7 separate regions of the Mus musculus genome follow, and all the other regions are linked to region 3. Evidence: chromatin contacts called from public promoter capture Hi-C data. All regions are on one chromosome and are shown on one strand. The core of a region is the stretch at or near the end of the contact, and the rest is flanking DNA. Distances in the headings are between cores, read along the strand shown.

What was found. Promoter capture Hi-C pulls out the DNA fragments that hold promoters and counts their contacts. Capture Hi-C pulls out chosen DNA fragments and counts their contacts.
Region 1: a contact with region 3 is called in a promoter capture Hi-C map of pre-B cells, with 2.1 times the contacts expected there. The contact joins the promoter of Atrn here to the promoter of Slc20a1 in region 3. A contact is called at or near these places in 2 of 39 promoter capture datasets (liver and pre-B cells).
Region 2: a promoter capture Hi-C map of pre-B cells shows a contact between it and region 3, with 2.3 times the contacts expected there. The contact joins the promoter of Dusp2 here to the promoter of Slc20a1 in region 3. A contact is called at or near these places in 1 of 39 promoter capture datasets (pre-B cells), 1 of 484 Hi-C or Micro-C datasets (B cells) and 1 of 115 datasets of contacts at active chromatin or transcription factors (T-cell acute lymphoblastic leukemia).
Region 4: a contact with region 3 is called in a promoter capture Hi-C map of liver, with 2.5 times the contacts expected there. The contact joins the promoter of Lzts3 here to the promoter of Slc20a1 in region 3. A contact is called at or near these places in 2 of 39 promoter capture datasets (the 3T3-L1 cell line and liver) and 1 of 115 datasets of contacts at active chromatin or transcription factors (microglia).
Region 5: a promoter capture Hi-C map of neutrophils shows a contact between it and region 3, with 4 times the contacts expected there. The contact joins the promoter of Ciao1 here to the promoter of Slc20a1 in region 3. A contact is called at or near these places in 3 of 39 promoter capture datasets (embryonic stem cells, liver and neutrophils).
Region 6: a promoter capture Hi-C map of pre-B cells shows a contact between it and region 3, with 2.9 times the contacts expected there. The contact joins the promoter of Zfp661 here to the promoter of Slc20a1 in region 3. A contact is called at or near these places in 3 of 39 promoter capture datasets (liver and pre-B cells).
Region 7: a contact with region 3 is called in a promoter capture Hi-C map of adipose tissue. The contact joins the promoter of Itpa here to the promoter of Slc20a1 in region 3. A contact is called at or near these places in 1 of 39 promoter capture datasets (cranial neural crest), 1 of 484 Hi-C or Micro-C datasets (B cells) and 1 of 9 other capture datasets (adipose tissue).

Annotation. Positions count from the first base shown.
Region 1 is chr2:130,905,224-130,909,055 of GRCm38.p6, reverse strand. It overlaps Atrn (attractin), which reads right to left and starts at 2,561. Exons shown (of 29, transcript NM_009730.3): 1 at 2,089-2,561. The coding sequence starts at 2,495. It overlaps A730017L22Rik (RIKEN cDNA A730017L22 gene), which reads left to right and starts at 2,660. Exons shown (of 3, transcript NR_015523.2): 1 at 2,660-2,845.
Region 2 is chr2:127,333,894-127,337,608 of GRCm38.p6, reverse strand. Dusp2 (dual specificity phosphatase 2) reads right to left here and starts at 1,450. Exons shown (of 4, transcript NM_010090.2): 1 at 972-1,450; 2 at 711-832; 3 at 141-360; 4 at 1-28. The coding sequence starts at 1,371. It overlaps Gm46762 (a long non-coding RNA gene), which reads left to right and starts at 2,058. Exons shown (of 3, transcript XR_003953899.1): 1 at 2,058-3,687.
Region 3 is chr2:129,196,568-129,200,547 of GRCm38.p6, reverse strand. Slc20a1 (solute carrier family 20, member 1) reads right to left here and starts at 1,775. Exons shown (of 11, transcript NM_015747.2): 1 at 1,556-1,775; 2 at 484-1,099; 3 at 225-365; 4 at 1-48. The coding sequence starts at 829.
Region 4 is chr2:130,640,648-130,644,324 of GRCm38.p6, reverse strand. Lzts3 (leucine zipper, putative tumor suppressor family member 3) reads left to right here and starts at 1,481. Exons shown (of 5, transcript NM_197945.4): 1 at 1,481-1,604. The region is part of intron 2 of Gm52563 (a long non-coding RNA gene); the gene reads right to left.
Region 5 is chr2:127,246,225-127,249,858 of GRCm38.p6, reverse strand. It overlaps Ciao1 (cytosolic iron-sulfur protein assembly 1), which reads left to right and starts at 2,043. Exons shown (of 7, transcript NM_025296.4): 1 at 2,043-2,377; 2 at 2,701-2,849; 3 at 3,146-3,257; 4 at 3,358-3,446. The coding sequence starts at 2,239. It overlaps Tmem127 (transmembrane protein 127), which reads right to left and starts at 1,911. Exons shown (of 4, transcript NM_175145.4): 1 at 1,775-1,911; 2 at 1,050-1,367. The coding sequence starts at 1,293.
Region 6 is chr2:127,582,687-127,586,589 of GRCm38.p6, reverse strand. Zfp661 (zinc finger protein 661) reads left to right here and starts at 1,913. Exons shown (of 5, transcript NM_001111029.1): 1 at 1,913-1,960.
Region 7 is chr2:130,665,670-130,669,524 of GRCm38.p6, reverse strand. It overlaps Itpa (inosine triphosphatase (nucleoside triphosphate pyrophosphatase)), which reads right to left and starts at 1,723. Exons shown (of 8, transcript NM_025922.3): 1 at 1,590-1,723. The coding sequence starts at 1,655.

The DNA.
Region 1 (3,832 bases), core at 1,312-3,811, 1.7 Mb before region 3:
CTCTCTGCAGTCTTGGTCCCTTTTGCTCTCTCTGCTATGGACACTGGATCTCCCCTCTAACCTGTCTTGATGTCACTCATCCCCCATCCTGCCCCTCAGGAGTATCTCAACAGAAAGATGAATCTTAGTCTCACTCTGAAAGGAGCTGGCTTCTACCGCTGCCCTCACCTCCACAATCATGCAAAATTACAATATATTGATTACTGGATTTAAAATTAAATAATTTTAAAGAATTATTTATTGGGGGGACTAAGGGGGCAGGATGTCACATGCCTTTAATCCCAGGTCTTGGGAGGCAGAGGCAGGCTGATCTCTGTGAGTTTGAGGCCAGCCTGGCCTACACAGTAAGTTCCAAATTAAAAATATTTATTTTTATTTCCTGTGTAAGTGTTTTGCCTGCATGTGTGCCTGGTGCCTGAAGTCAGAAGAAGGCATGACATCCCCTGGAACTAGAGTCATAAATGATCATGAGCCACCATGTAGGTGCTGGGAACCTAACCCCAGTCCTCTGCAAGAGCAACAAGTACTCTTAACCACTGAGCCAGCTCTCCAGCTCCATTATGGTATTTTTTACTCCCAAACGAAAAGTTAAGTTCTACAAGAATAAAATTACATACAACTTGTTTACCACTGTATCTCGAAGCCTAAAATCACAACACGCTAAACTATTAGACCAACCCCCGAAACACTGGTGCTGAGGTTCCTTGGTTTCTCCATTGTAAAACTTAAGAGTTCATCTTGCCACTGATCTCTGAGTCCCCTAGAAGATCTAACAGAGATCTATTACTTTAACATTCCAAGCTTCTCCCTTACAACTCTCTTCTACTACAGGGGCACTGGCAAAACTCCACCTTCTGGACTCTACCACTATGTCTGCAGCTTTTTTTTTCCATTTGGAATTCTTCTCCCCAACTTCACGCTTGCAAATCCTACTTAACCTCACATGCTCAAATTCAATGTCACCTCCTCCTCCTCCTCCTCCGAGACTTCTCTGCTTACTGCTAGCCAGTCACACACTCTCTGCCCCTTCATTTCCACAGGTTCTCTTATGCCAGGTTCAGGCCTCACTCAGATCAAATGACACTCAAATGGGTGGCTTCTAATGTCACCACTTATCGGAATCCTGGAAGACCGACCACCTGTTTGTATTTTGCTTTTAGCATTTACCACTATCTGAAATTATCCTGCTCATTCCTTTTGCCTAGTTACGTGTTGACTGCCTGTCAGCCCTCACTAGAACATAAGATCAATTGGAGCAAGAATCAATCCTACGCCACGTTCACATTCCCTCACTTTCCCACGTCAAATGGGGAACCCAGTCAACAAATATCTGCCTGAGATATGGATGACACTGTAGGTCTTATAACTTCCCCTTGCTGTGTTCCTAACTTCTTGTGGACCACATCAAACTCTGGATGATGGATCTACCTGTGTGCATTATCCAAAAATTCTCTCACAACAGAAGCAAATAATAGATAAAAGCTAATTAAAAAGTGATCTCTCCAAGAGGTTCTGCCCCAAACCAAGCCAACTGCATGTTGTGGAGAATCTAGGGCTAATAGGATTCTCCTCTCTAGACAACCCCGTTCCAATAGGCCAACAGTGAGGATCCAAAAACTAGTTTCTTCACTTTCCTTGGAACAACAACCAATGGTACTTTTATCCCTGAAATCTTACAACCCAGCCTTACCTTCTATTTTCACCCAACATGTCACTTCCTCGGCTGTACTTCTTCCAGACACACATATCTCCAATCTCTTGGGCTGGTCAAAGGCAAGTGCTGAAGAACTCACTCACTCACCGTTTCCTTGATACCTCATTTATCCTAAATAAGCCCGTTTTCGAGGTGGGCTTTTATACTCTTCAGGACCCACATCTAACCCACAGCAACAAATGCCTCCCGAGTGTTCCCGTTCCTTCTCAATCTTCCACCACAGGCAGACCCGAAGGCCACCAAATGAACATCCCTCCAGGAGGCAAGCCATCATCAAACACAGTGGGGCAAATTCTACCCTCGCGATTTCAAGCCCTGCACCTGCCTTGGGCCTGGAACATCAGGCTGGGCCTGCACTCCCCACCCGCACTCACCTGAAGCGGCCCCCGCAGTGCTGGCATTGCTCGCCCACCCAGCCCGTGGGGCAGACGCACTGGCCGGTGCCAGGGTTGCAGCGGCCGCCGTTGACACACGGCCGGTCACATTCCTTGGCCTCGGCTGCGGCCGAGCCCGACACCGCCGCCGCCACCGCAGCGGCCTCGGCCTCCCGGGGCAGCGGCAGCAGCAGCAGCGAAAAGAGCAGCGGCAGCAGCGGCGGCGGGGGCAGCGCCCGCGACAGCACCCGCGGTAGACACAGCCGGGCGCGCGGTCCCGGCCTCCAGGCCCCTGTCGCGGTGCAGGGTCGGTGCTGCCTGCCCTTCCTGCCCGCAGGCGCTGCTGTCGCCGTCGTGCTCCCCCTCAGCCGCGCCTCAGTCGCCGCCGCCGCCGCCACCGCCACCATCTTCCTGGGGCTGAGCCGGCGCCCAGCGAACACATACACACCCCGCACGCCGGCTCCCCTTCGCCTGGCCGTGCTAGGCGGGGCCGGGCGACGGTGGCCCGGCGGGTCCATATCCAAGGCGGGGCTCCCGCTGTGCGTCGGGCAGGGGCGGGGCTGGCATGCGCGGGGGCGGGACCAGGGCCGTGGTCTTCCGGCGTGCCCAGCATGTAGACCTGCTCAATGCCAGGGTCTTAGCGCGGATGAACATCGCCTAGTCTACGGAGGCTCTTTGCTTTCCGCACCGCGCTACGACGAGTTAGCCAGTACCTCCTTACAGTGGCTGCCTGGCTCTGCTAGACAAGCTGACTGTGGTAAGTGTTACCCTTTGGACGCCTCCAAAGCTCAGCTTATAACCCCAACTCCATTTTGGTGAGAAACCGGACCCAAAAGGCTAATGATGTCGTGTGTTGCTAGCTGAGACCTGAAGAAGTAGTACTTACTGCATTCGCGTTTCTAAACTAGGGATAACAAAATGGCACGTGTGTTAATTAAGCACCTGCATATGAATAGATGTGTAACTGACTGAATGCACACACAGCCAGGCTTTCCTTGATAGCGAGCGGATTGAACCAGTGGCAGACCATGTCTATGTGTACCTTAAATTCTGCAGGAGAAGTTTAGCATTATCTTGTACCCCACGACCTATCCATATTCTCTGAAGAAAGAACAGCCCAGAATTACCGGGAGCGCTCTCAGCTTGCACACCCTTCTTGCTAACGCCAGTGCCTCTCCTACTCCCAATGATACATACTTCCCAATAGCATAACCTTGTATGGGCCACTACCCTGGAATGTACGCTGGACCTTGACTATATTAAACCGATAGAAGGATATGGTAAAGAGATAACGTGTCAGTTCCAGCTCTGATCTTATTTTTTGTTTCTTTTGTTGCTTGGTCTGGTTTGGGAGGTATTTGTTTATTTGTTGTCCTGGGATTCTCCTGCTCTTCCACCTTGGAAAGATTCATACAGAGGTCATATGGAGAGAAAAGGTCCCAGGCAAATGAATCTGGTAAGCTTATAGCTGGAAGAACAGTCACTGAGTGAAGAAGCCATATGGGTTGTTTTAGCCATCTGAGTTGTTCCACTAAAAGAATAGATAGATAGATAGATAGATAGATAGAGATCTATTTAGTTGGCTTACAGGATGCAGTCCAAGTAGTTCAACAATGGCTGTCCCACCCTAGAAAGGTGCTTGATCCACAAGACTGGACTCCACAGTCCCAATTCGGTGCTGGAGTCCTAAAAGATTCCTGGAGATCTCACTGCTGATCCAAAGAAGTCAGTTCTAATATCAGTG
Region 2 (3,715 bases), core at 201-2,700, 1.9 Mb after region 3:
ACCCGGCCCCCACTATTCTTCACCGAGTCTGAAAAAGAAATGTGGAGCCGAGAGTCAGACAGGAAGGTGGACAGAGGAATCAGGTGCCTGTACCTTCTCCCCTACAGTTCCCACAGAACCCTGGGCTGAGGCTCCCCTACCTATGAAGCTGATAGCCTCCTGGAACCAGGCACTTATCTCCACCATCTGGTTATCTTCTACTGGAATGCTCTTGTAATGGAAAAGACCCTCAAAGTGGTTGGGGCAGCTGGCAGAGACATTGAGAACTGCTGTGATGCCGCAGGCCTGCAGGCCCTGAAGATCTGAGGAGTGGTTGCAGCTGCCCAAGTACAGGTAGGGCAAGATTTCCACAGGACCACCCTGGAGGAGGAAGGGGACGGTGGTGAGACCTCACTCAGCCTTGTGCTGGAGGGCTTGATCCAGACATCTTGGATTGGCTAGAAACAAGAGAAGCTCTAGGCCTTCTGACCAAGGACAGAATTAAAAGTCTTGAGGCCACAAGGGGACATATGTTCAGACACTTTGTGCCACATATGCCTTAAAGTCTGTATGAGGATATATACACGTTCACACCATTTGCAGGTCACACAAACACTCTCCACATCTGGGAATGTATATTGGAACACACCCCTGTCTTTCCCCACTGGCGTTCTCCAGAGGCATCCCTCTAGAATGCACAATGAAGACAACAAATTCGAATATCAACTCACCTGGTCATAGATCGGAACCCTCGGGTCAGAGTTGCTATTTTCGGCCCCAGCAGGAGGCAGGGCCTGGGCAGGAGCTTCAGAGCACAGATCCGGACAGTACGTCTGGAAGCTTTTGAAACCGCCTGTGGGAAAGACAAGAAAGGGTATGATTAGCCAAGAGGTCGGGAACGGGGCACGGAACGTGGGACAAGGGGCTAAGAGCGCGGGGCGCGGAACATGGGAGAAGGGGCGAAGGGCGCAGGGCGCGGGGCGCGGGCTCACCTCGCAAGAAGCACACGGTCGTGGGTCCCCCGCGCATCTCGTGCTGCAGTGCGGCTAGCAGCAGGTGAGCGGGGCCGTCCGGCGGGAGCTCGGCCACAGACGCGCTGCTTTCATCCAGCACCACGGCACGGGCCAGCTCCCCGCGGCCCAGGCGCGCCCGGAGTGCGCGGTCGGGCAACAGACAGGCGAGGGCAGCGGCGGGGGTGCCGCGCGCACGCCGCCGCAGCAGCGCGTTCCAGGGCACCGGTCGCGCGGCGCGCACGTGGCTCCGGCAGAAGGCCAGGAACGGGCGGCAGTCGAGCAGCAGCGTGCGCTCGGCCTCCCGCGGCTCCCGCAGCAGCGCGCCCAGCGCCGCGCACTCTAGCTCGCACGCCGTCTCCAGCCCCATGGCGATCGGCATCGCAAAGCCTCCTGCTTCCGGATGTCCTCTCCCTCGGCTCCGGCGGCGCGGTGTCTGTGTGGCGGGAGCTGACGGTTCTGGGGGCTCTTCGTCGAGCCCGGGCTTAAATACTCGAGGGCTGGCCCCTCGGGTCACCATACAAGGGTAGAGCAGGAAGGCGCCGGTGCCCGCCCCCGCGGCTTCACGTGGGACTCTGGCTGGGCCGCCCCCGGGGCTCCCTGAGCGGACAGGGGGTGGGTGGGGCGGGGCATCAGGGGGAGGGACACGCGGGGGAAGAAACTGGGAACCAGACCGTGACAAGTGTCGGCCTGGAGTCTAGAGGCCCCACCCACGTCTCTCCAGTGTATATGCCCCAGTGCTCCCCACTCTTTGCCAGGCTTCAAGCCACTAAGTGCTTAGGAACTCAGCTCTCAGCTGCACCGAGCCTTTGAGTTACTCAGGTCTTCAGCTTCCTCACTTTTCCCATTTTCTCCCAGGGTTTTCATTCTAGGAATTTCGATAGCAAAAATGGACAAATTACCTGTTGCTACCCATAATGATACACTATTAGGAAAGACACCAACCGTCAGGAAATTGTCCTATTCTCCCATGTCAGGCCCAGGCCCAGGTGGAGGAGTCCTGGAAAGCCAAAGCCCTGGGGCAGGGGCGGGGGTGGGGTGGGGTGGGAGGGGCTTTAATGGGGAAGGGGCGCAGGGGCCTGTGACGAGTTTCCTCTTATGACTGGGACAGTTTCTTTCCCCAGGGGCCCAGGGAAACCCCCAAGAGCCTAAAAAGAAGTAGTTCCCATGCCACAGGCCAGGGCTAAAGAGGAACTCTGTTGACGATGCTGGGCTCTCCCAGGGCATAGCCAGGCCTGGCGGGAATTTCAGGGGAAGAAGGACTATTCACAGAACCTGTTCCCTTCCGACCCCTTAGGAGCTACAAACCCCTCTGGGACAGGCCCTGGTCCCACACCAAACTGTAAGAATGAAAAACTGGGTAACTCACAGCCATTCTGTGCTCCCCCACTCAAGTGCCTGCCCGCCCCCCCCTCCCGGATGTGGTGAGGCCCAGCTGCACGTGGGCCCCCCGGGACACTCCTGCGTTGGGGGCGAGAAAGTTGGTAGGTGGCTGAACTGAAGCAGGCGGGTGGGGACAGTGTTCAGAACCCAGCCTCCCAAATCTTTATTGCCCTGAGCCAATCCTCTGCCTTTACTAAGACCCTTCCAGCATCCCTGCAGATCCTTTGTTTCTTGGAGGCCTGTGGCTAGAACCTGTGGGGACCCCTAACATAAGGTATGGTAGGTATATAGGTGCTCGAGCAAAATATTATGCCTTTCCTCTTGATTTGGGGAACTTGGGGCTTGTGGGGGATACAGAATGCCAGGGAGAGCTACGAGGACTCCTGGACCAGGAGTCATGGACTTGTGTCTCAGTGGCACGGTCATGCAAGTTGGTTCCAGGGCCACAGCCTGGGTCCCTTCCCACCAAGCCTGTCTGGAGGCTGATACAGCACAACTGGCAGCCCAGCCAGGGAGTCTGGACCATAGATCCCTGAAGCTGATAGGGGGCTCTTATCCTTGGCATCAGCCTCACAGATGACTTAATGGCTGATTCCAGGGACAAATTACAGAGCATGGAGGGGGACCATCATGTCTAGTCTTGCTGAACAGAGTCACCTGCCATGCCTGGAGCCACAGCCTTCCAGCTGTGGAGAAGAGGGGAGGCCCTGCTAGCTGAGGTCCCTGCAGCAGGAGTGAAATCAACTTAGCTTTGTGGGAAACTCCAGCCCCTGACTCCAGTGCTGAACTGAGCTGCTGGGCCCCCTGGCAGGGTGAGAGTGTGTCCCTCAGAGTCTGCTGGGTGCCTCAGTCTTTGCATATGAGCCAATGCGGATCTGTCACACATACACCCCAAAGCCACTGTCCTTGGCGTGGTACCCTTTTCAGCTCTGACAAACACAGATGAACTCAAAGAAGCCAAACTGAACCATAAAAGAGGAGCTTGCCTTCATCTTCTGCTGGAGTCCCAAATCAGGGGGAAACCCCCACCTTCAACACCTGATGAAAGTCCAAGGCTGGGGTAGAAGAGCCCACATCCCTCCCCAGCTCCTGTTCTGACTGAAGATCCCCACCCCCCAATGCCGCCACCAATGAGTCATCTGTAGGTTGTCTGCCACCCCTTGCTACCTCCTCAGGACCCTGTTTGTCCAGAACCATTCGCTGGAAGCCTGCCAAGAGGAGATAGGACTCTGGACATCGGCTGGGGATAACATGAGATGGGGCCCCAGCCAGGATGGCTGCTGGCACAGGCTGCCAAGTGCCTCTTCACTAGACAGTAAGTGACCACACGGTTGGTTTCTGTT
Region 3 (3,980 bases), core at 526-3,025:
TTCCAGACATAATACCAGAAAGCAGCGGAGAGACGAACCACGACATCACTGGAATAGAATACAAAATGAAGTGTCAGGTCTGGAAAGTACGTTTTTGTTAACAAGACCCCGAAATGGTAGGTGCTCCATTTCTGATACTCTTCAACTTGCCCCTCCACTTCACTCCCACTCCACGACACACAGCAGCACACAACGAAAATAAAACCATTTAAAATTCAACATACCAATTTTTATCAGTTCAGACCACTTGACACCCTTCTGCCCATTTGCCACAAGGGAGAAACCAATGGTTGCACCGACAATACAATGGGTCCCAGAAATCGGAAGCTTCAAAAACGAAGCCACGAGCTGCCACACAGCAGAACCTGAAACAGAATTAATCAGATTTTGTCAGGTAGATGGCAAAACTGTTACATAAGCAGTGCGTCCTTGCGGAGAGAAGGTTCAAGACTGGAGCGAACATAAGGTATAACTACAACTTACCAAACATAGCACTGACGGAGCCAGCCATGAGCAGATCTTGAGTTTCGTTGTACAGCTCCACATCTATCAAGCCGTTCCGGATGGTTTCGCTCACTTTGGCCCCCAGCAAGGCGGAGCCCACAGTTTCGAAGATGCTAGCTAAGATGCAGGCTTGCTTCAGGGTCACTACACCTGAGCCTACAGCTGTACCGAACGAATTTGCTACATCATTGGCTCCCACGGAGAATGCCAAGACAAATGCAATGATGAAGCCCAGGATGAGCATCCATAGATTGTCATACTTCGGTGGAGCGGAAGCAGTAACAGCAGCTAGGGTACTAGTAATCGTTGCCACAGTAGATTCCATTCTCTAGTGTAGTGGTTCTTTAAATAATAAGAGAATTACTAAGCGGCTTTTGAGATGTGTAAACGGAATGAGGTATCAAAATGCTATAATAAATAGTATATATTATATAAAATTAAATACTGTAAACTACGGCACGGAAACCGAGCTGGGGAGTTACTGCTATACGCTGCTGCGTCTGGGCGTCTGTTGTCTGGGGTTTCTTTGGCTCTGGAGGGCTAAAAGCACGGAGCAGAATTCCATGGCGGATTAGAGAAAGGACGCAAGTTCATCCTGGGGGGACGAAGTGGAAGAAAATAACAATAGCGGCGCATCTCTGGGAAGAGGGCAGCCTGGGACTCCGCATAGTCCCCCCCCCCCCCGCCCGTCACTTATGTCTTCAGTCCCCCAAACGCTGTGCAAGGTGGGGCACAGGGCGATCTCTGTGCTCCCCCACCCCCCACCCCGTCCCGCCCCGCCCCGCCCCACGAGTTCTGTTCAGTCTCCGGCCGCTTGCCCGCGCGCGCCCTCCGTGGATGATCGGAAAAAAGACCATTCCCGCGCGCGCCTGCCGAGGACCGCCGAAAAGGCCCGCGGAAGGGCGCGGCGTGCGTGGGGAGGCGGGAGGAGGACAGCAGCGTAGCGGGGTCCTGCAGCCTGCATCCCACCCCCGCCAGCCAGCTCCCCACACCCGAGCCCACTCCAGAGAAGAAAGGACCTTTGCACCACCGGTGCCGCGCCGCCACTCACCAAAGGAAACTGAGGGCCGAACAGAGAGACCAGAAGAACGAGACTGAGGCAGGCTCGAGCCACGGTCGCACAACCCAGGACGGCAACACCGGGCACAGCACGGAGGGACTCTCTACCCACTCGTGAAGCAGCCGCGGGCGCCTCAGCAGGCGAGAGGTGAAAACACGCAACGCGCGCCGGCGGCCATCATATAGAGAGCATGCCGCCGGCTCCTATTTATAGCCGGTTCTGCGCCCCACGTGACCTGCCGAGCCTCGCGCCCGCCCGAGGTCCCGCCTCCGATGTGACGCAACCACAGGCTGGTCGGGCGCGCCTAGCCGGGTGAGCTGGGCAGCGGCGCTGATTGGCCTGGACGTCCCCGGGGCCCCGCCCCCAACGAGGAGCTGGTCCACGTGGGACTGGCTGGCCGCCTCCCTGCAGCCTCGCCCGGGTTATCCTGTCTGCGCTGGCCACGCCGGGTGGCTGCGGGCGGGGACTGTGGGGGAGTCTCGCCCAGACACGCGGGGACTGAGGCCGCCACCAAGGTCGTTCCGAGTTTCTCCCACGCGGGCCCGGGTCAGCTCGGTGGCGACGCGGAAGAGCGGGTGTGCTGAGACTTGCCCTTGGCCGGACCCGATCTGTACCTCGCCCGGAGAGGGTGGAGGGATCTCACGTGGCCACCTCGCTCCCGCAGTCACGCACTTGTGTGAAAACGGAAAGATTCGGGAGTCACGAGGATAGGCTTGCGTTCCCAGCTGTGGCACTGCGCTGAGGGAGAGCCATGGGTCATTAGTTTCCCGGCGCCGGACCTCCGTTTTAGGAGCCCCGGCTATGGCGCAGCGGGGAGGATGTTACTTTGGATTCGAATTCTTAACTCATATTTGCTGCAGTGTGTCACCTTGAACAAACCCTAGGTCTCCTCAAGCCGAGTGCTCTGGAACGAGAAATAATAGCAGAGTGAGAGAGACTGGAGGACGGGTTGGAATTGTGTGTAAAGCACAACAAAGATGCATTTCCTGTCAGCTCATCGGGGCTAGTGGCGACAGGCAGTACTAATTCAGGTATTCTGGTTACAAGTTCTTACCCAGTAAGGAGAATCATATTAGCTAAGATATAAGCATGTGACTGGAACTCAATAGATGTTCAGGAAATGAACCTTCATTTCCTCGTTACTTTTTTTTTTGAATGTGCCTGTTTTAGAATATAGGAAAAGGTTACAGAGGATGTCCTCATCCTGAAAGTTTTCCCATCCCCTTTTGAAATAAAGATTGCTTCCTGGTCCCCTACATGGTATAAGGTTGTAGTTCTGACAATGGATTAGTTCGTTTTATTGCCTAAGCTCAGAACTAACTAGTCACCACTCCTTGGGAGATTTAAGTTATGTGGGTTATAAAGAAACTTAAGAATTCCAGCCAGAAATACCCGGTTTAGAACGCTCTAAAACGCTCTCTGCTCTCCAAAGGTAGGGCAACGAATAGCAGAAACAAACATGTTGTAAATTATAACTTCACAGGAGTGTCCTGTGACCTATAATTTGGTAGACTCAGAATCTCGTATAGGTTATACAGGTCTATTGACCTCAAGGTCATGGCTGGAAAACAACCTTCATGTTCCAGGACACTGACCCCAGTGTGTAATTCTGGCATCTTCAAATGCAACACTCTTTGCCCTTACTTCTTTCCAAGGTCATAAAACATTGAATAAAAGGACTGGTTTGTTAAAAGGTTGTTAGTGTCCTGCCAATTAAAACAATTTTTGAAGTAATTATTTGTGAGGAAATTGCTCATGACTTTGCCCACTGTTTGGATGTGCTTTGCTTCAGTCTGTTGATGACCATGCTTTTGCCTCTTGAAATTGAGACAACCAAGGTGAGCAGCCATGGTGAATAAGGCCCATCCAGGTACAAGAGCAGAATCCAGAGCCAGGTTTGCCAGATGTGAAGGCATCACTGTGGTTCAGGGAGAGTATAGTATTTTGAGACTTGGCTTTATGCTACTTTAGTATCCATGTATTTTCAGGCAGAGACAGATTTCTCTGTCTCTAGAGAGTCCTTACTGTCTTGAAATCAAGGAGGGGGGATGTGATGGTTGGTCAGATGGTTTTAGATTGTCTTGTTTTTTGTTTGTCTTTTGTTTTTGTTTTTGTTTTTTGAGATAGGGTGTCACTGTGTAGCTGTCTGGTTGTCCGGGAACTTACTGTGTAAATCAGGCTAGCCTCGAAATCACAGAGATCCCCCTGCCTCTGCCTCCCAAGTGCTGGGATTAAATTCATGCACTTCTATACTTGGTTACCAGTTTTAATATTCAACTTGACCCACTCTAGAATCACCTAGGAAGAGAGTCTTGGTGAAGGCTTGTCTAGATAGGTCGGCCTGTGAGCAGGTCTGTAGTGGACTGTCTCAGTGTGGAACGCTGAAGTCTGAAAGTATGTGGCACCTTTTCCTGGT
Region 4 (3,677 bases), core at 232-2,731, 1.4 Mb before region 3:
ACGTTACCTCTCTGACCTAAATGAATATCTTGTAATATGGTGGCCACAAACCATGAGGATCATCACATTTCCATGACACTCAGTTCACAGAGTTGTAGAATATATAAATGATCTGTCATTGGCTAATGACAATAAGATCTTAGTTTATTTAATATACTTCCTTATTTGGATTGGTTGATTGGTTTTTTTGGTTGGTTGGCTTTTTGGTTTTTTGGTTTGGTTTGGTTTGGGTTTTGGGTTTTGGTTTTGGTTTTTTGAGACAGTGTTTTTCTCTATGTAGCCCTGGCTGTCTTGGAACTCGATCTGTAGACCAGGTTAGAATCGGTCTCAGAGACCCTGCCTCTGTCTCTCAAGTTCTGGGATTAAAGGCATTTACTTAATACATTTAAAAGCAATCATTAGAACTGAAAACAGGAATTCATTAAATTCACTATAGGAAATAAAAACAATTGTTTAAAAAGGCAAAAAAAATTAAAATCTATGACATAGTCCTATGTCATAGGATGGCTAAACTCATCAGTTATCACAATCACAACCTACAGCCTTTTGCTAAGGCGGAAGCCTGGGCCTAGCTTGCTTCCTCATACTGATCAGACCAAGGGCATAGTTGAAGGCTGAGTGCTTCCTTTAGGAAGTTTTCCTGGGCAGCTGGCAACCCCTTTAGTGTATGCCACCTGCACTTGCCAAGGTGTTGATCTGAGTCAAAGATAAAGTCTTTACTCAATCTCTTTTTAGGATGGGGTTTGTTAGTTTTACAGCAGGCACGGGGCACAAGGTATAAAATACAAATTTCCTGTAGCGTCAAGTTTTAAATTGGTCAATTTATTGGCTCTTGCCTCCACCTAGATCATAGTCACAGGTGCCTTCACACCCCCGCATCTTGTAGGTTTGAAGGCTCTTCAGGGTTTTTTGGTTTTTTTCCCCCCCCTTAATTATTTTTTAATTCAGTGTATGGTTGTTTCGACCATATGTTTGTGCAGCACCTGCAGAGGCCAGAAGGTGTCCAATCCCTTGTAACTAGTTATCATGTGGGTGCTGCGAATTAAACCCAGGTTCTATGGAAGAGCAGCCAGTGCCCTTGACCACTAAGCCATCTGTCCAGTCCCATATTTGAAGGATTTAGGACATCTGCTGCACAGGGAATAGCTGGTGCAGGAGTTGAATCTAGAGTCCAAACAAGGTTGTCCATAAACCAAAGGGCTCATACACCCAGATACGGGGTTCAAAGAGAGTAGGAATTTGCTGGATTTCTGGTAGGACAGAAATTGGGGATTGACCCCAAGAATTTGGTACAGTGGCTAACGGACTGAGGCCGAGTATCTGCCACCCAGCCTTTTGGGCAGGCGGGCCGGCGCTCAGCGACCAAAGGGGTTAAGGCACCGAGTCCCACCCCCGTCCAGGATTGGCGGGTCCCGGGGGCGTGGCCGGAGGGCGGGCCCGCGTTTGCCGCAGCCGCTGGTGGGCGGGCCGGGCGCGGGGCGGGAGGGGCCAAGAGCAGAGCCCGGCCGCGCCGCGCGCCCTGTGGGGCGGGCTTCGGGCTGCGCCAGAGAGCGGGACAGCTAGCGCCGGTGTCTGAGCCTCTGCGCCGGACTCTGAGGCAGTGAGTAAGTGATACAGGCCTGCCGGGGTGCCCCTCCAGGTTCTCCCTCAGGTCACCATGCCCGCTGCATCGCTCGCTGCTTCTGGCCGGTGGGAAGCTGGGGAGGGGGCGCGTCCCGCTGCTAGGGTACCGGGGAGCTGGGGGGGGATGAGGCCGATGATGTCATGGACGCTTCAACCGGCGCGCGGGGAGGGGGGGGTGGCGGCCGGAGGGGGTGCGGCCCGGATTATGTCACCTCTTCTCTCTGCACCCCGCCCCCCCCCGGGGGCCACGCGCGTTGGTGGAGAACCGAGGGAGGTATGGGTGGAATTTCTCCAACCGCGGAGACCTCTGTGGCACCTTTGCAGAGATTTTGTGGCTGGGGTCTATGTGCTAGTGAATGGCGACCCTCCCCCTCCCCCCCCACACACTCTGACACACACATGCACAGCTGAGGCAGGCTCCTGTGTGAGCGGGTGGGTGGGGGTGTGCTGTCAGTACCTTCAGCACTGAAGCACTGGCTTCATCAGAGTCAGGATCTAGGGGATGGGCCTCTTCCCCTGCAGGTGCCCACATTTCCAAGGGAAGATGAATCTCCCCTCACACATCCCAACCAAGAAGTTCTGCTCCCTGAATCCCTTCCCTTAATCCTTCCTGGAAGCTTTTCCTTGTTTCTATGTCTGCATTCATTTCCTATTGACATTGCTCATAACCAACATCCCCACAAGTATTGGCCTTGCATTTTCATGATGCCGGGGGGGGGGGGTCCAGAGACCCCTGGGGTAACACAGGCTTCCAATGGGGAAGGCTCACAGTGAAATCTCCCTGGGTCATCCTGAGCTAAGTGCTCCAAGACCTCTTGGGTACCAAGGATGCTGAGGAGTATTTGGACTGGTTCCAGAAGAATGTAGGCTGGGCAGAGAGCTGAGAAGAGGTCATGTGTGGAGTGAAGAGCTGCTTTCAGGAGAAATACAGGGTGGATATCAAGAGAGGCCTTAGAGACTCTGCTACAAACTCTACTTGGTTGTGGGTGCCAAAAAGAATACCATGGATTTTACACATAATCCGTTTCCTTTTTAAAAAATCGCTGTAAGGTAGGTGTGAGAATTTGAGTCTGCTTGAGGTTTCGTAGCTGAGCTGTGATTTACACCTGGAGCTGATGCTGCAGGAATTCTAAGGCCCTTGACCCTGCTCGGGGAAGGGTTTAGCCAGAGTCCATTTGGCCCCTCTGACTGCTAGTATTGTAATGTCACAGGCACTGAGGGTTGATAGAACAGAAATGGAGGCAGGCTCAGGCAACAGGCTATCATCCCAGAGTGATGCGGTTCAACTGCCCTTGCAGATCACACTGTCACCTAGGGCAGTCCTCCTCAAGCCTCAAGTCCTAAAGAGGGCTCTCAGCCCCTCCTCTCCCCTCAGTTCCTACTTGCCAGGGAAAGAGATTCCACTCCTTGTCCTTCCAACTCTACCAAGGTTTTGAGGAAAGAATTTGCAGGAGCCTGAGGTTGGAAGAGGCAAGGGGCAGGGAGTGGCTATAAGATGTTGACGTTGGCAGGTTAGAACTGTGGCAAGGAACTCTGTGGGAATTGCCTATGGGTTGACTGCAAAGCTGTCCTCACATAGAACCTGAGAAGGGAGCCTCAGGACAATGTCTAGGACCCCAAGAACCTGAGAAGGCTCGACTGAAGCAGAGTGATGCAGTGACATGTGACCCCCTCCAAACTCTGGTTCCTTGGCACTCAGAAAGGGTGTGCACTTCGCAGTTTATAAAGATCTTCCCAAACACTCACCATGTTACCCCTGTCACTCAGTCAACATGCTCACTCCTGGTGTTTGCTCCTTCCTCTGCAGCCTCTGGTGCAGTTCCCTTGCTAGTGTTCTGCCTTGTTTCCCTGGAGGTGCCTGCCTTCAGTGTTGCTATCTAATTTTTAATTCCTATCAAAATGTTGTTTGGATTTTGGGGAAATGTATGTATATGCACACACAGCAAGATCATGGGTGTTCTGCTCTGTCTCTGCCTGCTTCATTCCCTTGAGAGTCTCTCACTGAAGCCAGAGCTAGGCTGGCAGCAAGCAACTCTCTGAGATCCTCCAGTCTC
Region 5 (3,634 bases), core at 794-3,293, 2.0 Mb after region 3:
CATCCTAAAGTCTTGAATGTGCAAATATGCAAAGAGAAGCAAGTTGTTCAAGAACTCACCTCCAAAGACACCACCAGGTGACAGGATAGGGCTTCTCAGCATAGACCTACAGCAGGGTTTTTATTTCAATGCAGAGGGGGGCGCTGACCTTTTCACCAAATCCTAGGGCCTGAGCCATTCATGAGACACCTTGCACATATCTAATAGGAACATACTAGAACTAAAGAGTGTCAAAGAAGAAAGGTGAGGACTTTTGAGACTAGTTCAAAGGACTTGAAGGCAACAAGATGTGACCATTGGGTCCCACTGACCACTTTTATGTTTAAAATCAGGAAGGACATTTCTGCTTTCATACTGCACAGCCTTTCTCCTCACTCCTAGAAACCGAGGAGGAGCTAGGAGGCTCCTGAGTCAGGCCCTCCTCTAAGCCCTAGACTCCTATCTCATCCAATAAACAGACCAGATGCTTTCTTCTGCCTGCTAGTCTGGGAAATCTGTTGATGAATAAAGCAACCGTCTTAATATGGCATACCTGTAAAGGCATGGAAAACCAAGTTTCAACTGTTGAAGGTGTTAATAGAACTGATATCTGATGACCTGGGATGCCACAAGTCCCCTCTATTGTAAATCCAATTATCATAGAATACTAAAATGTCTTTTACAATTGGTCACATTAACAGTTCTGATTTCTCCATCGATCGAGCTGCCCCAAACGACTATTCTGCATCTCACATGTCCGTTAGAAAGGGGAGGCTAATTGTAATACCTGACAAACACCCTTTTTTCTTCTACCTACCTCTGGCAGAAACCTAAAATAGCAGCAGTTTGGATTAGCATGACGGTGAGGAGTAGGTGCTTGGCTGAATAACATCAAAATTAATGAGAGGCTAGACCCCCAAACAGAGCCACCTGGTGGGCATGAACACCAAGCAAGAATGGGGCTGTTTCCTTTGACAAATGACTGCCTCTGGCTATCTATACTTCAGCCAGCCTCATATCTGTTCTGCACCGCCCCTCAAGCCAAGAGAGCAGGAGCTCAGCGCTCTCACCTTTTAGCAGATCCGGGTTTACATAGCCCAGCACGTCCGAGACCCCCAGCTCCTGGCGGGAACAGGTGCCTCCATGGATGTGCAACCAAGCGGGCTCCGCGAGGGCAGTGCACAGCGCTGTGATGGACAGGGCGCCAGGCAGGGCCGAGGCCAGGCTCCGCTCCGGCTGCTTGGGAAGAGCGCTGCTTCCCGGGCTTCTCCGCCGGCGCCCTCCCGGCAGCCCGGCACCTCCAGGGGCATACATGCCCGGGGCTGCCCGCTGTAGCTCTGCGGTCGTTGGTGGTGGCCGCCGACCTCAGCGGGGCGCGCAGAGCCTGTCTGTACCCAGGTGGAGAGCAACGCAATGGGCGGCTGGCCCGGAGCTGTCAGGGCCCGCACCAGAGACTGCGGGGTGGGACCCAGGGCTGAGCACAGACCAAAGGACTGCGGGAATTCGGGGGGCGGGGACCGAGGGCTCTGGATGAGGGGTGCTGGATCAGGGCTCGGAGATGGCAGGGGACTACATTGGCTGTAGACATGCCAGGATGAACGGGCGGAGGTACTGGGGGGCCGGGGGAGGGGATCGGCTACTGGCAAGGGGACCGGAGGAGACTTGGACCAGGGTTATCAGACAGAGGGGTGCTGAGGGGCGGAGGATGCAGCTGGGCCGCCGAGATCGGGAATCCGCACTTTGGGGTGCGACCTAAGCCTCAGTAACCCTCCCTACTCTAGTCCCTGCTCCTCACCGGTCAGCAGGCCTCAGGGCTGGGATGGCGCCGCTCCGCCCGGTCACAGGCTTCTTAGCTGCCCGGGCCAAACGATCCCAGGCCCCAAACCCGCAACGCCCAGACGGACCCTGGCCGATGCACTTCCGGCTTCCTCCAACCCCACCCCACCCCCGCCTCCTTCTTCTCCGGCCCTCCGCCCTGCCCTCCGTGCGCGTCACTGTGTGCGCGCGCCGCTTGTTCTTGCGCAGGGCATCAGGGTACTGGTAGTTCCGGACTGTCCCGCGAGGCTTCCAGTTACGGAGGATGAGGGGAGTGACTACAAGTCCCAGAAGGTCACGCGGCGTCAACAGCGGGCACGTCAATTCCTAGGGCGACATATTTTGCAGAAGCTGTACATCTGACGGTCTCAAGGTTCTATAGTGCCCAGCGCGTTTGGCGCGTTGCTTCTCTCGGTGTGCTCTCCTTACCCTAAAACAGTCGCCATGAAAGATTCTCTGGTACTGCAGAGCCGCGTCCCGGCGCACCCGGATTCCCGCTGCTGGTTCCTGGCCTGGAACCCCTCGGGGACCCTGTTGGCTTCCTGCGGAGGCGACCGTAAAATTCGCATCTGGGGCACCGAGGGTAAGGCCTGGCTTGGCTTTGTGGCCCTGGTGCCGAGGAAAACACTACTCTGAAAAGTGTCGGGGAAGGAGTGTGCCAGCGTCAACAGAGGCTGGAATTGTTGCGGGAACTGGGATATTTGCTGCGGGAACTGGGATATTTGCTGAGGTAGAAAAATGAGGAAAGTCGCCTGAAGAGCAGTTTAACAGTTTCAGAATCTTGATCGGTTGCATCGTAGTAATAATGGTGACTGACTTTGTCCCAGCAACAGGGTCCCACTTAAAGTACTACTTAGTGAATGGCATCGATGGCGCTCCAAAGCCTAGCCTGTTCTCTGCTTGCAGGTGACAGCTGGATTTGCAAGTCTGTCCTTTCTGAAGGCCATCAGCGCACCGTTAGGAAAGTGGCCTGGTCCCCGTGTGGAAATTACCTGGCATCTGCCAGCTTTGATGCCACCACTTGTATTTGGAAGAAGAACCAGGATGACTTTGAGGTAAACAGGTTGGATGGGAGCAGTTTATTACCTGTTTGCACCCCAGGGCTTGGTCATATTAGTTACAGCCTTAACTTAATTTCTACACTATAGAAATAGTAGCTGAGTATGGTAGTTCATGACTGTAATGCCAGCATTTGGGACACTGAAGCAGGATGATTGCTGTAAGTCCACCAAGGTCATCCTGCTATAGAATGAAACCCTTTCTCAAACAACAACAAAACTGCTCTCTTAGATATTTTACTAGGGCTTAGGACTCTTAGCTGCCATTAACTCAATATCCTTTCCCTTTCCAGTGTGTGACCACTCTTGAGGGCCATGAAAATGAGGTCAAGTCAGTGGCTTGGGCCCCATCTGGCAACCTCTTGGCTACCTGCAGCAGAGATAAGAGCGTGTGGGTCTGGGAAGGTGAGTCTAGGTGCCTCTGGGTACAGCAGGAAACCAGCTCGCTGGCTTTCAGCTTTGTCCCTGACTGGTCACCTCTGGGTCTAATTTGTTCCTCCCACAGTTGATGAAGAGGATGAGTATGAGTGTGTCAGTGTCCTCAGCTCTCATACGCAGGACGTTAAGCACGTGGTTTGGCACCCGAGCCAGGAGGTAAGAGTGAGACAGGGTGGGAAAGAACCTGCTGTGGAGGTTTGTGCCCAGCCTGCCTCCACTCTTCAGAACCACTCTTGTTCTTAGAGGGATCGCTGGGACTGTCCTGCTCTGACAGGGTTTGATATGGGAACCATTGTATCTTAGTTTGGGTTTGATTGCTGTGAAGAGACACCATGACCAAGACA
Region 6 (3,903 bases), core at 664-3,163, 1.6 Mb after region 3:
GTAAGTCTTTGCAGCACAGGCTGGGGAGGCTTTAGTTCATTCAGTAAGGATATCCATGAAGACCTATAGGCAGCTGAAGACGTGGCAAGACTTGGTAAACTATGTCCTCCAAATCTGTCACAGGTTCGTGACCATGTCTGAGCACATACCATGCAGCCCCCAAGAAACTCAGGAGCAGACTGGAAGAATCATTTTCCTGAGAAGAGGTGATTGTATGTTTCTCCTGACCTTGTCCAACCAAAGTATCACAGGGCTCTTTTACAAGCTCTCTGGGAACATAGTTGAGGATTTCTGTATGCAGCCATCCTTCAGAATTGCAGAAGAACCCTTTCACAGCTGCCCTTTTCACTGCCTTAGGGGCAGACCGAGGCTTACAAGAGATCCATGAGACTGACAGAGGCGAAAGGGATCAACAAAAATTAGACAGCAGTGCTGAGACCTTGGCAGCCTAGTGATATGATTTATTCCCTCTACTGACAAGCCACCCATTTAGTGCCCCCTGTAGCCGACATAGCAACACTGGAGAGTTTCTGGATGCCATGCACGAGAGACAAAACCTGTGGTCAATATTTGATGGGACTGCTCTTGGAGTTCAGCAAATCACTTTCCTTCCAGAAAGCAGCATGAACATGTAACATCCAGAAGGTAGGTATTTACTCAGTAGAAAAATTTACTTCTTTACCAATTCTAGGTTCTATTTAAGAAAAACTGATATTGGAGAGGTTTAATTGATAGCCAAAGAGATCAAGGTTTTAGGAAGGGTGTACAGATAGTAATGGGAGATCAAAGAGTCATTGTCAGTCCCTGGAGATACTGGGGTCATCTTGGGTTTCAGGATCCAGTTGTTCAGACAGGTATGGTATGACCATTTGTGACCACCCAATGGCCAGATGAGAATGGGTATCAGCCCTGCTTTTTGGTAATGTATAGTTGAAACAGCCCATCCCTTTGGAAGTCCCAGTGCTGGAGCTTTCTTAAGCCTATCAAAAGAGTGTTCCTTAATCCCTCAATTACAAATGGTATGGGCTTGGGACCCTCATTTAATTTCTCATGACTGGCCTGGCTATTTCTTTAAATATTGTAATTCATATTCTGCAGTATCCAGTTAATTCCAGAAAAGCCAAAACCTGTCTTTTGGTTCAGAGAGGGGGCAAATCCAGATCTCATAGTACCAAATGAAGGTTGCCTTTTTTTTTTTTTTTTTTTTTTTTTTTTTTGCCTCACAAATTGAGAATTTTCCCTAGAAGTTTTGCTTCCTTTTTGAAGTTTTGTAGCCTTTTTGAGCTTTTGAGATACAAAGAGGCCAGGTGGGGTGATGCACACCTTAAAGCCCAGGTCTTTGGAGGCAGAGACAGGTGGATCTCCAAGTTTGAAGCCATCCTGGTTTACATAGTGAGTTCAGGACACAGAGAGAGGGGGGTGGGGTGGGGAATGGACTGAGCTACAACGTTTAAAGTCTGTTGTTTGGCTGGTATCCTCTGAAGCAGTAGGTAGAAGGTCACCCTCATTCAGGATTACAGCTACAGAGTTGGGTGTAAATTCTCCGACATGCTACCAAATCTGGGATTAAACCTACACCACGAATTCTTGATGGAAGACTGCGACAGGTATGTTTCTGGGCTCATGCATCTGGGATAGTCTACTGAAAGAACGGGAACCCTGGCTTTCAGAAAAAATAGGTACACTGGCAAACCGGAAACGAACTAGAAATCGAACTTGTGCTGTTTAGGGTCAGAGCCTGGTCCTATCCGTTTCAGCACCACAGACCTGGAGTGCAACCTTGTGCAGGATTTTACCCGTCATCTCACGGCGCGCCGGCTATTGATGCTTCTGGGAAGTGTAGTTCATGCAAAGGCAACACTATGATTGGAGCTCAGAGGCCGAAGATCTTCGCGCAGGCGCACTGCCTTCCCGACACGAGGCGGTGAGTGTTCGCAGGTTCCCAGTACTCTTGCCAAAGGTGAGGGTTGCGGGTCTAGGTGTTCAAGAAGCCGAGTGGACGCGGTGGCGGAGGAGACACGGGGACACTGGGCACTTGGGGGAGGGTTAGTGGGCGTGGCCTGTGTGGACAGAGAGTCTTCCCTTCTGGTGTGTGTCGGTTCCGTGGGGACAGTGTCCTCGTAGGGTATGTCCACTGTGTGTCAGAATCCTGTACTTTCAAGTTGGAGATCCCGGTCTTCCTTTCGTTCCTTCTTTCCATGATGGGTGCTACGTGGATGTGGATGGTACCGACGCTAAATCTGGGAGCATCCACTCCATTCTCTCCCAAGTCCCCTAGAAAACGTCTCCCTTTGCTTCAGCTTCTCGCCCTGAGCCTGCACCGGAATGTCCTGGTGTGAGCATAGGGTGTTCCTGGACGATACCGGATTTGAGGTGAAGAAAACCCCAAAGGAAATCGCAAATGGCTTTAGGCAATTTTAAGATGATATTGACTGGAGTGCACTGTTAAGGAATAGTGGGAAATAAGGGTGAAGGGACTATACTGCGGCCAGACAAGACCCACAGTATCAGAGTAAGACCCACCAAGCACGATATTTTGTGCGTCTCAAATGAGGTCAACATAAACAAAATTTTGAGAAACAATTCTAGAGGTTGACATTCTGACCACCGTTAAATCGAACTAGCACAACTTCGTTCCAACCACCAGTAAGTGTCAGATGTCTAGAAGTCCGTGGGATGGCCAGTTGTCTGTTACTCCATTGAAGTTGTTGGCAATTTACTAGTGATCTTTTCCCTAGTGTTCTTTTTACATTTGAGATACGATCTTATTTTGTAGCTTAACCTGGCGTTGTGTTAAGCCTTAGCCTTCCAAGTGCTAGCATTACGGGTGTATATCACCATAGTTCTGTTTTCCGTGAAATTTCAGTCACGCGAATCAAGCTTCCCGGGATGCTGGGATGTGTTGCAGGTAAAGATCTGCTTAACTTTATGGCTATCTTTCAATGAAAGTAAATTATAACAGAATTAAAAGCTTCCAGGCAGACTTTTCCCAGTTCCACCTCAGCCTTTTACAAAGCCTGACTCTCTTAATTGCTGTGAAATAGTGCCTCTCTTATTGATGTATGACGATGGAACTAAATTATCTTTATAGAAAGCACTCAGCATAGTGCCTCATGAGAGCAAGCACTCAACGCTAGTTATGGTGGAGTTCCGTAGTGCTCCAAGTGTGTCTAGCCGCTGGACAATAGATTATTTAATCAAGTTGTCTGTCATAGATGCTTAGGAGAGTCCAGATTTTGGTTGCATTACCTAAAGATTAAATAGGATATGTGTAATGTGCTTAGGAAGCTGGCTGGCAGATAACTTTCAATAAAGATAACGTGTTAGTGATGGTTAATTAAAGCCGTTGTAACTATTCTCTTATACTTCTTAAATAAATTCTCGAAGAGAATTGGCCAACCTAAGAATGTCTGTGTTTGAAGGCTCTTGCTACTTGTCCCAGTGATCTTCCTAAAGAACTTAACTAATGAGGACACAGCTATGCTGAAATCACCCCTTGCCCAAAGCACCTTTTGATGTACTCTGACCTCTGCTGGTTTCTCCGGTTTCATGTTCTCTACGGTGTTGCTCACAAGTGACTTTCTCCTATCTAATTTCAGTAGTAGTTCTTGATGTGATAACGATCTGCCTCTATCTATTCAAGACTCCAGGTCCTCCCAGCCTGTGAAGTTTCGAGCACACACACACACACACACACACACACACACACACACATCAAAACTGTAGGTCCCAGATGTGCAGAGAAAGCTGCTGCATTTCTCCCTTGACCTCTTCCGGCCTGGGCTAAGGCAGTGCTGAGATTGCAAGCACACACCGCCACACCCCATCAGTCTTTAGTTAGACTCTTCATTGTGAGAGAGTGAGATCCAGTTAGCTAACTTAAGCAAAGGGAGGTTGAAGAGG
Region 7 (3,855 bases), core at 474-2,973, 1.5 Mb before region 3:
TTTTTAACTGGGCATGTTGTGCTGTGGTAGTGACTCAATGGGAAGAGCACTCGCCAACACAAGCACGGTGACCTAAGTTCTGGTCCCTTGCACCACATAAAAGTCTGGGACAGTCGTGCTACCTGTAACCTCAGCCCCGGAGGAGGCAGAGACAGGCGGATTGCTTGAGCTTGCTACCCCACCAAAGAGCACACTCTAGGTTTGAGACTCTGTCACGAGGGAATAAGGAGGAAGATAATCATTGGCTTTAAGTCCTGGGTTAGATCCAAAGTCAGAAGAAAATTAAATAAAGCCTCTGGGTCTTTGTTCTAAAAGCTGTAGCATGTAGAGTTTTGACAAACTTGTCACATTTTTCTTTTGTTAACCTGCCTTTTGTTATACTGTGGTCAGCCATGATTCTTTTTTTTTTTTTTTTAAACCCGAGTCTTTCTACTGCTGACTTTTATCTATAACACAACAGTGTTATTCTCCCAGAAAGTGAAACCTTGTCAGAGCTACCGTGCCAAACCCTACTAAGAAACGCCTGTGAGTGCCTCATGCTTTAGAGAGAGGCAGATGGAGGAGGATATGATGACCACAGCATGGGATTCTGGAAAACACATACTGAGATGTGTTCATTTCAGGAAGCGCTGCCAAGCATACTTTTAGACTAGCTTTATGTCCCAAAGCAAGCAGAATAAAAGGTTCACTATAGCCAGTTTTGGATTATCAGGTTGTCATGAAAAAATGGCAGAAAGAGGAACATTTGCCTGGTGTAACTTGGATTAAAGGTCCCTTTGTCCTCAGTTTAAGAATGCAGTGAATTGGTAGGCAGCATTTCTGCTGCTATGGGTACCTCAAGTTGGCTAGCTTTCAAGCTTTGAGGATTCTTCAGCCTCTCCCTCCCATCTTGAGGAGTTACAGAAGTGTGCTGCTACACACATCTGGCTTTCCCATGTGTCCTGGGGATTGAACTCAGGTCAGTCTTGACTGGCAAGTGCCTTTCCTCATTCATGTCAGCCATGATTCTTATGAGGTATTACACATCTCAGATATGGAAGGGTAGATGGAACTATACTCAATTTGGATCAACATCCCTCCATTACCCCCCCCCCACACACACACACTGCTTTTCAGGAGGGGAGGTGTCTGAACTCAGGTTTAAAATCTAGGGCTTCAGGGGTAATTTATCTTTGTCACACATGTCACTACTCCAGCTCCTATAGCCTGCTGACTTTACCAGCTCATCTAAAAAACTCGTGAGGTGGAGCATGCGTGCAGCCCCAGAATTCGGAAGCCAGGAGGGTCAAGAGAATAAAGTCAGTTCTGGCTACACAACAGGGTCAGACTAGCCTGGACTACACGAGTCATTATCTCCAAAATAATGATTATATATATAAAAAAAAAATTCCTCTGACCCTCAAGGCGCCACACTCCACGGCGGTCTCTCCCCAAGCCCAGACCTTCAACACAGCCAGGGGCAAACCCCACACTCCCCGAGGCTACAACTCGTAGCCTCGTTTCCCGCCTTCTCTCCCGTGCATCCCTGGTGAAAGCCCAGCAGCCCAATCACCACCCGCCTCCGAGACAGTCTCCACACCCCACAACACCTCCTCCAGCTTCTTGGCGTTTCCCGTCACAAACACGATCTTCTTCCCGACCAAAGACGCAGCCATTGCAAGCGAGGGTTACGGTCCAGAATGCCCAGTAACCCTTTGCCGGGAAGGTACTTCCGGCCGGAGGCGGAAGTAGGTAGCTCGGTTTCCGGCCCTATCGGATGCCTGAAGCTTGCCTCCGGCTACTGCTGCCAACATCCGGGAGGTGGCAGCCGCGGCAGATGAGCATCCCGCAGCCTGTGTCTGAGGCGCTTGGGACGCGCTGAGGGGTGGAGAGGTCTATCAGCGCGCAGATCCTCTGCTAAGCAACTCCGGGGAGCCAAGAACCCGCGCCCTGACGGGTGTCGGCTGTGGTGGCGCCCCTCCGGCACCTCCAACTCTGTTGAGAAAGACTATCTTTTAGACAAGGGCTGTAAGCCTGGGAGTCTATCCGAACCTCACTGCGAACTTAAGACAGCATAACCAAGCAGTCTTTTACGTGTTAGGCTTGATAGCTAGTGTTTCGACTCCTTTTTTCTTGCCCAGCTAACCCTATCCCTTCTCTATTCCGTCACCTCAGCCTTTGCATTGGGAACACACCAAGGAAGATGAGTGACCCTCTTAGCCCTACCCTGTGAGTGCATGAGCCCCTTCAAGAAGAGGGTGTCGCATTCCCTGAAACTGGAGTTACAAGTGCTTTTGAGCTGCCTGGTGTGGATGTTGGGAACTGAGCCTAGGTTCTCTGAAAGTTGTAAGCTCAAGCTGGAGAGATGGCCAAGCGGTTAAGTACATGACTGCTCTTCCAGAGTTAGTTGTGTTCCCAGCACCACATGGTGGTTTTCAGTTGTCTGTAACTCCAGTTCCTGGGAATGCATTGCCCTCTTCTGGTTTCTGAAGGCACTAGGCATATATAATGCAGCGCACATACGAGCAGCTAAACACTCATACATATAAAAAACATCTTAAAAAAAAAAAAAAGCCGAGCATGGTGGCGCACGCCTTTAATCCCAGCACTCGGGAGGCAGAGGCAGGTGGATTTCTGAGTTCGAGGTCAGCCTGGTCTACAAAGTGAGTTCCAGGACAGCCAGGGCTATACAGAGAAACCCTGTCTCGAAAAACAAAAAACAAAACAAAAGTACAGGGTGCTAGCTGGAAGTGTGGCCATTTATAATCCCAGCACTGAGATTAAAGCAGGAAGATCATGAATTAAAGGCTAGCCTGGGCTATATATGGTGTCAGGGATGTAGCTTGATGGTAGAACATTTGCATAGCATGACCAAGGTCCTGGGTTTGGCCCCCAGAATCACACACACAAACAATAGAATCCTAATCAAGCCTGGCTGTTTAGCTTAATGTTATTAACCTTGTACAGCCTTGGGTATTGTTATATAGATGCAACTTACTTAAGGGGCTTATGGGACTTAGGCAAGCACTGTACCACTGAGCCACATACCCAGCCCACTAATGAGTTTTTCTTAAACTCTAGAGCTGTCCTCACAGAGTAGCCAAAGCTATGTTCTCCTCAAATCTTTGCTCGTGACCTTAATATTGCGTGTTACACAATTCAGAAGCTTTGCTGTATACAGTGTCTTTGGAGACAGATCATAGTGTCCTCTTCACTGCCCCTCGATGGTGTTATTTTTTGAGGACCTGTGGTTCATTAGAGTTGGCTGGGAAAGGCTGGGCTGAGTAACATGGCCCTTCCTGCATGTCACTTGTCTCTCTCTTTCATGAAGTTAAAGGGAATCCTCAGAAAAGTGGAGAAGTAGAGGTTTTTAAAGCAAAGGTTAGAGAGAGAGAGAGAGAGAGAGAGAGAGAAGCTGAGGCATTTAACATCCAAGAAGTCACAAACACACACAAATATATATATATATATATATATATATATATATATATGTATATATATATATATAGAGAGAGAGAGAGAGAGAGAGAACAGGTACTAGATTTTATATATATATATAATCACATATAAGCATATATATTACATATATAGGCCAGGTAATTAATATACATATATATATATATATATATATCACATATAAAATAACATTTGTTAAGAAGCCAGCCAGGTGTGGTGGCACACGCCTTTAATCCCAGCACTTGGGAGGCAGAGGCAGGTGGATTTCTGAGTTCGAGGTCAGCCTGGTCTACAGAGTGAGTTCCAGGACAGCCAGGGCTACACAGAGAAACCCTGTCTCGGAAAAAAAATAATAATAATTCAGGAGCCAGGCAGGTCTGTGGTGCCACATGCCTTTAATTATAACCAAGGAAGAGGCAA